Linked DNA regions of Pan troglodytes: region 1 is linked to region 2. Evidence: chromatin contacts called from public capture Hi-C data. All regions are on one chromosome and are shown on one strand. The core of a region is the stretch at or near the end of the contact, and the rest is flanking DNA. Distances in the headings are between cores, read along the strand shown. Region 1 overlaps EGFLAM (EGF like, fibronectin type III and laminin G domains). Region 2 has its middle 36 kb from the start of OSMR.

The links. Capture Hi-C pulls out chosen DNA fragments and counts their contacts.
Region 1: a contact with region 2 is called in a capture Hi-C map of stem cell-derived neural stem cells, with 6 times the contacts expected there. The contact joins two enhancer-like sites. A contact is called at or near these places in 5 of 7 Hi-C or Micro-C datasets (blood, induced pluripotent stem cells, a lymphoblastoid cell line and 1 more) and 1 of 1 other capture datasets (stem cell-derived neural stem cells).

The regions. Positions count from the first base shown.
Region 1 is chr4:74,358,795-74,363,073 of NHGRI_mPanTro3-v2.0_pri, reverse strand. EGFLAM (EGF like, fibronectin type III and laminin G domains) reads left to right here. Exons shown (of 22, transcript XM_016953398.4): 16 at 1,142-1,258; 17 at 4,274-4,279. Among named protein-coding and RNA genes, the nearest start is that of LIFR, 160 kb to the right of the region's middle. Within about 2 kb of position 2,838, at least 1 of the 24 cell types and tissues checked has an H3K27ac peak or open chromatin away from gene starts, as enhancers often do. A contact at or near this core is called in stem cell-derived neural stem cells, where this site is marked.
Region 2 is chr4:73,987,417-73,991,354 of NHGRI_mPanTro3-v2.0_pri, reverse strand. No RefSeq gene overlaps it. Among named protein-coding and RNA genes, the nearest start is that of OSMR, 36 kb to the right of the region's middle. Within about 2 kb of position 2,669, at least 11 of the 24 cell types and tissues checked have an H3K27ac peak or open chromatin away from gene starts, as enhancers often do. A contact at or near this core is called in stem cell-derived neural stem cells, where this site is marked.

The DNA of each region.
Region 1 (4,279 bases), core at 1,589-4,088, 370 kb before region 2:
CGCCTGTCTTGTCTTCTCTACCCTTGACATGACCCCAGATTCATTCTCCTCCCTCTGGCCAATGATCTTCCAAAGCACAGACCTCTCTCTCCTGCTTAAATCTCATTGCTTTTTGGGTAAAGTTCATGCTCGTAATGTGGTGTGTAAGGCTCTGCATGCTCTGGCCCCCTCTCGCCTGTGCCTTATACTCACATTCCCTCTAAGCCCCAACGTCTTCCAGTTTCTACAATGTTAACTCTTCCTTGACCACCTCCCCTACCCCCTGTGTCTAGGGTAGGATATGAGACTCCCGTGTCCGGCACCCAGGTGCACATAGCCACCTGTACAGTTCTTCCCAGTGCTGATATCACCTGATCTTTTACTTGTCTGTATTCCCTGCTTGCATAAACCCCTGCAGGGCAGGACTGGGTCTTCCTTATTTTCTGCTGTTTGTCCAGCACTTAACATAGTGGCTGGGGCATATTGTAGTATGTGCCTAATAATATTTGTTAAATAAATGATCAAAGCTGCTACTATTTGTATTTATTTTATCGTAAATCAAAGAAAATAATAACTTAACATTACCTAAAGTGTGTTCATTCCCAGAGCTCTCAAATGTAAGGATTTCTCACTCATGATACATATCCACCAATGGTTAGCTGCAGCTGTAATCTGAGATCTGGGCTGAAGGAACAGAGGGAAGGAGAAAAGGGCATGGTGAACTACTCTCTGGCTCTGAGCTTCTGCCCAGAAGTGATTCTTTTCTCTTCTGCTCATGTTTTATTGGCTATAAGAAGTCACACAAGCTCATCTGAGCCGACAGGTTGGAGGCAATCTTCCTGTGGGGAGGGGTACCTGTGAACGGTAGTGCAGTCTGCCACAGTCATCATGACATAGCTATGAGGTAGATACAATGACTCCCATTTTGCAGACAATGAAATGAAGTCTCAGAGACTTTAGGACGTTCACCAACATTCAGGCAGGTGGTAAGGAGCAATGAGAAACACTGTGAAAGTGAAGCCCATGTGTAGACAGATTGTCATGATGGGTCTCGAGGCTCTATCTACCATTTTGTTCCCCAACAGGGAACCGAAGACACATTTGATCATTTTGAACATCTGTTTTAAAGTCATACAATGCTTTGTTTTTAATCTTTTGGCAGGGAGGCTTCACACAGATTAAGTGCAACACAGACATTTTCATTGGCGGAGTCCCCAATTATGATGATGTGAAGAAGAACTCGGGTGTCCTGAAGCCTTTCAGCGGGAGCATCCAGAAGGTACAGGCATCTCTTCCTCATGTTTACTGGGCCACCCAGACTGTAGACAAAGAAAGTGAGGATTATGATCAGTGTCATCTGCTGCACCCAAGAAAGACACTTTGAGAAAGTTTTAACATTTTTAAAAATTTCTATTTTAATGCCCACAGCATGGCTTTCCAACCTCACTTTCTTAGAACATCTGCTCCTGGGTCTATGCCCGGCAGACATTCCATGAATGCTACTTGGTGATGATGAATTTTTATGGCAAATCTACCAAACTATATTAGGACTGCTGAGGGAGTGAAATGGCATCATGTGTCTGCAGATACTTCCACAGTAGGGAAGGAGGTGGACGGAGGTGAATAGCAACCTTGGCTCTGCGCTTCTCTTTTGCGGTACTTTGCAGTTTGCTCAACATTAGAGCCAGTGCTCATCCCCACCCCTACACTTTAGCAGTTGGTGTTCATTGATCATGTAACCAAGCTCTTAAGAGCACAGATTAAAGAGTTCTTCCCTAGAAGGTTCAGGAAAAAAACATTCAGTGAAAGATACTGACTCCCTGCTCTCTCTCTCTTTTTTTTTTTTTTTTTTGAGACTGAGTCTCGCTCTGTCGCCCAGGCTGTAGTGCAGTGGCGTGATCTCGGCTCACTGCAACCTCCACCTCCTGGGTTCAAGCGATTCTCCTGCCTTAGCCTCCCGAATAGCTGGGATTACAGGCGCCTGCCACCACGTCCAGCTAATTTTTGTATTTTTAGTAGAGTCAGGGTTTCACCATGTTGGCCAGGCTGGTCTCGAACTCCTGACCCCGTGATCTGCCCACCTTGGCCTCCCAAAGTGCTGAGATTACAGGCATGAGCCACTGCTTCTGGCCTGCTCTCTTTTATTCCTTCTCTTGGGGCTGCCCATGATCTCTGTGGTTATGAAGTCATGCTCTGTCTGCAACAGACCTGCAGCTTGACTCCCCAGCCCAGGTGGGCAGAACCACCAAACACTGGGAGAACAAGGATCTGAAGAAAAGCACGTTTAGTTCCTGGGTGTTAGCTTCATCCTGTTTTCCTTTAGTGACCAATGGTGGCTAAAGGATCCTTTTTGGACCTGAGATGGAGCATGAGGGAGGCTAAGGTGAAGGAGGAATGATGAAAGAAGTCCCTCCTTTCACTGAAAAGGGCCCCTGGTACTGTGACCATTTTATCTCCCATCACAGTGTCAGGCCCAGTCAACATTTGCTGACATTCACGTGTTTCCCTTTGTTACTGAACTTCGAGGTCTGTGATACCTCAGTTCAGACCATTCTCCCCCATGAGTGGGATTGGCCATGCTTAACCAGGTGTTTCAAATTCTCACCTAGGAAACAAGCTGGGATGCTAAGACGTTTCCCATCCTCTGCCCGCTCTTCTCAGGCTGTGCCCTCCCCTTCACGCAGCACACACAACCCTCTCCCTATCTCCTGCTAGAAAGACCACCCTCTCTTGCCTGATTCACGGGCTGGGCCATGTCCTGTAGTGAACAGTGCCATTCTTGGCTTGTCTCAGCACATATTACGCAGTTTCATGGTCCTTCACTTGCAGCCTGAAAGGGGGAGATTGTAAAAGGATCCTGGCTACTTTCTAGCAGCTTCTCAGATTCAGGACTGGGGAAAAGTTTTCTCTCAACTCTCCCAATGCTCTCCAAGGGCCAGGCAAGCCTTTGGAAGCTTAGATTCGTGGCAGGAAGTGCCATTGCTAACCTCTTATAACCCCTGGGCAGTGGGGGTTCCCCTGGGAGGTGTTCTTACTGTCTGTCTCGAAGTTCTGCAAAGCCAGCAACAGTTCAAAGTAAATACATATTCTGAATCAAGGGCTGGTAAAGTTGGATCCATTTATTTGGGGCTAGGGAACCCAGTAGCCCCTCCTCATAATTTATCAGTTTCACTAGAGTCACATTGCAGGGCAGAAGGTGCAAGGGAGCTCTTGAGCACCAGTAAATCCATGCACAGTGGGGTAAAGAATGCGACCTGTGTTTCACTTTTGTTTCTTAAGTGGGGAAGGGAATGTGCAGAGGGAGGGGATTCAGGAACGTCAGGGAAGGAGGATAGCAGGAGTGAGTGGGACAATCGGGGAGGTCCAGCTGATGGAATTTTAGAAGACTGCTTGAGAACATTAGTTGGAAACATAAAGGATTACACTAGGAAGTGTCTCTGGATTCCACAGCCACCGGGAGCCAGGGTGCCCTGTTTGACTTCCGCCTCCGTAACGCTGTGTTTTGCACTCTCCCCACTCTGCTTTATATACCAGTGTCTCCCAGCCTGGGCTGCATCTTCTGAGGTGACTCTCAAAAACTTTTTAAAGTTACTGACGACTTGGTCTCACCTTCAGAGATTCTGGTTCAATGGGTCTGGGCGGGTCTGGGCATTAGTATTTCTTAAGAGCCCCCCAGGTGGTTCTAATGTGCAGCTGGGTTGAAATCCGAACTTTGTAGTTCTTGGGACTTCTTTACAACCTAACCAAGTGGCCAGTCTTCCGGAACCAGAGGAGCGCGTCACTCTGCAGATTCTCCCAAGTGGATCAACTTGGGATCACTTCAGCTCCTGCATAGATGACAAGACTATGAAAGCAGAAACTAGGCCTGGCGCGGTGGCTCACGCCTGTAATCCCAGCACTTTGGGAGGCTGAAGTGGGCAGATCACCTGAGGTCAGGAGTTCGAGACCAGCCTGGCCAACATGGTGAAACCCCATCTCTACTAAAAACACAAAAATTAGCCGGGCGTAGTGGCGGGTGCCTGTAATTCCAGCTACTTGGGAGGCTGAGGCAGGAGAATTGCTTGAACCCAGGAGGCAGAAGTTGCAGTGAGCCAAGATTGCGCTACTGCACTCCAGCCTGGGCAACCCAGAAAGACTCCATCTCCAAAAAAAAAAAAAAAAGTGGAAACTGGACTTAAAAAAATTTTTTTTAATCTCCCTATGTGTAGCTCAGGTTAATGTGCCAAGGGAAGCTTTAGAAGACTACAAAGATGTTTCTTAATTCCTGAATTTCTTTATGTTTTTCTCTCTCAAGATCATC
Region 2 (3,938 bases), core at 1,420-3,919:
CTCTCTGTCTCTCTGTCCCTGCATTTCCAGTCTGGTTAAATCTGAGTTTCAGCCGGGCGTGGTGGCTCACACCTGTAATCCCAGCACTTTGGGAGGCCAAGGCGGGTGGATCACGGGGTCAGGAGTTCAAGACCAGCCTGGCCAACATGGTGAAACCCCATTTCTAATAAAAATACAAAAATTAGCCGAGCATGGTGGCGGGAGCCTGTAATCCCAGCTACTCGGGAGGCTGATGCAGGAGAATTGCTTGAACCCAGGAGGCGGAGGTTGTAGTGAGTGGAGATCGTGCCACTGCACTCCAGCTTGGGCGATAGTGTGAGACTCCGTGTCAAAAAAAAAAATCTGAGTTTCAATGTGCAGCGTGATTTATTCTCTTCCTCATGATTGCTGTCAATTCCTGGCTGCAGGAACAAGGATCTTGCCAACAATCCTGAGCCAGAGAGTTCTGAGCTCCCCACCCTTTCTTCCTGTCACCTTCCGATTCATTTCCTGCAAGCTGTGACCCTTTCTTGGGAACATTAATTAGCCATGATGCTTTTTTATCAGAATTCTAGGAAAATGATACCGGTATGACTCACACTTCTGCTGTTTAAACAGTATTTACTATATTTGAGTGCAGCAGATGAGCTTTTTGCAGGGTGCTTACTATATAGATTTATGACCTTCTATAACCATTCTGGGAAAGAAAGAAAAAAGCACGCATCAGCACCACTTAATGAGGTTTTACCATATCATTCAAACTTTTAGAGTGAAAACATATGGGATGCAATATCTTTAGATGATCTCATAAAAGCCTTTATTTAGGAATACAACACATTTCTTTCGTGAGGCTAGTTTTAAGAATGAAGTTAACACCACCCCCAGAGATTATATTCTACCATTCCTTGCTTGATAAGAGGGTGATTTTTACGATCTACACTGTAGCTATCTAAGGGATTTTACAATCTATGCAGTCATGAGCTGGATTAAATAAACTATGTAAATTTATGTGGACCAGGGTCTAAATTAATTCAGGCCAAAATAAATCAAACCTTAGCTAGACCATGATTTAATTAAAAATTGAAAATATGACTCATGGCACTTAAGTATACTGATGTTTACTGCCAAAAGAAGCATTGTTCCCGTGACAGAGATAAATGCAGGAAGGGCTGATAGATTCCTCAAGGTTGAAACAGAGATACTGAGATGGACATGGCATCATACACATTTCTACAATTGCTCAAATAAATATCTTTTGGATGAGTATCACAAGTGAACTCAAAATATAGTCATGAAAAATCCATAGATATATATGTTTTTATTCCCAGCTTCTTCTCTCTCTAATTTTGGAGTTTTTGTGTTTTTCTTCTTGTGACTATATATATGTCATATATATTCATATATACATTAATATATAATCTCTATATATGAATATGTTTTTTGTCAATTTTTAAAAGCTCTTCTCCTTCCCGTTTTGACTTTTATATATTACTTATGTATTTTCTCCCTTCTATTTTCTGGAATCTGTCCTCTGACTTGCAATGTTAAGAGCATTCCTACTAGTGTGTCCTGTGCTGTGCAGGTTTGCATGTTTATGAAGCTTCCTTCTTGGAATATATGGACGATCTTTCACCTGGCTGAGGCTCCTCCTCCTCTTGCGTCCTCAACAAGGACCCGCGGCCACTGTCAGGGCTGCCCTCAGCATGACGCGGATTTCAGGGAAGGCTGGGTAGGGTAGGAATGTGTTTGAACCCCAACCAGGACCCATGGGAGGACTACTATGTGGGTGTTTAGGCAGCTATCAGGACAGTATTTGAAATCCAGATTCTCCGGGGCATGCGGCCTTGGCCATCACGGATCTGGGGGACTCCCAGGCTGCAGACACTGCAGGCAGAAGGAAGCCGTGGTTCCTCCTGGAGGCGCGAAGGCAGTGAAGTCGCCTCCACTCCAGTGTTCTGCTCTTGCTCCCTGCAGCCCTCGCCGCCCCGCCCGGTCCACGACCAGCTCCTCCCTGGGGATCTCTCCGAGCAGTGCCATTTTGCAATTCATCCTCCAACATTTCCAAGTAAAGCTTTTCTGTCATATTTGTGTTCGGGGAGTCTCTAATGCTTTAAGGCAAAGAAGTCAGTAATTTGGAGCTTCAGGCCTCTAGCAGGGTGGGAAAGGGGATTCTCTTGCTAAGTCAGTAGGCGCCTGGGTGTCCTCCAAACCCCATAGGGCTTGTGGGACCTGTGCCACCCCTCCTACAACAGGGCCTCCTGTTCCTCCACAACAAGCTGGCTCTGTGACCTGCAGGATGGAGAAAGGTTGTCCTGGCCCCTGCCAGACTGGGAAACATCAGGGCTCTCAGGAAGGACAGGGATTTCCCCACACATTAACCTTGTGCAGGGGATTGGGAGGGAGTTGGTGCAAACCTTTGAATTATTGTCCCCTTCCTTTCACTCTTCAATATGAGCGTGAGCCTTCCTCCCCAAATACATGAACAATTTTTAGGAGACTTAGATAGAGAGAAACGCAATATTTAGGATCAAGTTTAAGATCCCCCAGAATTTCCCTCAAGAACGGCTAAAGCACATGGCCAAGAATCCCCTCACTACCAGCTGTGATCAATCAGGAGAGGGGAGGGGGCAGCTCCTAACACGACAGAGGCGAGTCTTGGCAAACGGATCTCATCTCCTGTGGGCTGGTCTGATCTTAAACTCCAAGGGAACCGCAAAGGCCTTTGTTCCTGCCTCACAGAAGGCGGCCGCCCGGGAAGCCGAGGAAGACCCATGCATTAGCCTATGGCGCCACCTAGCAAAAACAGGGGGTACTTAAGAAAGATGGAGCTGGGAGGTTGTGGGGTTTGTTTTGGATTGGTTTTTTTCCACAACCAGAAAAGGGGGTTTCCATTTCATTCACAGAGTTCTGGGAAATGGAATTTGTATAAAACATTTTTTGGTCATGATGGAAAACATTTATTTGACTCTAATGAGAGAATCTGACCCAAAGGCAATAGTAATCAAAACTTACGAGGACAAGTGCTTGATTCTCTGAACTTGTTTTTTTTTTTTTTTTTTTCTAGTAATAGCTGTGACTATGCAGTTTTTGCTTCAAAAAGAACTTGATTCTATCTTACGTTAAAGATATCTTAAGTTAAAGAGTTACTTCTGGGCGATGTCTTCATGTCCAGAAGGGAAGAGGGGCTCACCAAGGACACGGTGCTGCAGACAAACAAGTACGGTTGTGTCAAGGGACATTCTGACAATTTTATGATGTCACTTTGCCCCTTTTGGGTTCTGGAAAGTGAACTGTGGCTTCCCTGCTCCCACACATTAGCCCCATGAGGAGACACTTGGTGTACGTGCTGAAAATGCAGCACACCCGGCCGGGCACGGTGCCTCACGCCTGTAATCCCAGCACTTTAGGAGGCCGAGGCGGGCGGATCACCTGAGGTCAGGAGTTCGAGACCAACCTGGCCAACATGGTGAAACCCCATCTCTACGAAAAACATATAAAAATTAGCCTGGCATGGTGACAGGCGCCTGTAATCCCAGCTACTCAGGAGGCTGAGGCAGGGGAATCGCTTGAACCCGGGAGGCGGAGGTTGCAGTGAACCGAGATCGTGCCACTGCACTGCAGCCTGGGCAACAGAGTGAGACTCCGTCTAAAACTAGCATCCTAATAAACCAGTCATGTTTTTTGATCCTACCTGAAGCGGTCTTCGTTAATTAGCATAGCGTATTGTGCCTGCGTAGCAGCCCCCAATGGCAATTTCTTTTTGATACCTTCACATTGGCAGCAGAAATAGGAGCAGGTGTCCAGCTTTTAAAAATTCTTTTAGGAGGTGCAGCACACCAACATGGCACATGTATACATATGTAACAAACCTGCATGTGGTGCACATGTACCCTAGAGCTTAAAGTATAATAATAATAAAAAAAAATTCTTTTAGGAGAAAAGCATTCAAAAAAGTTTGA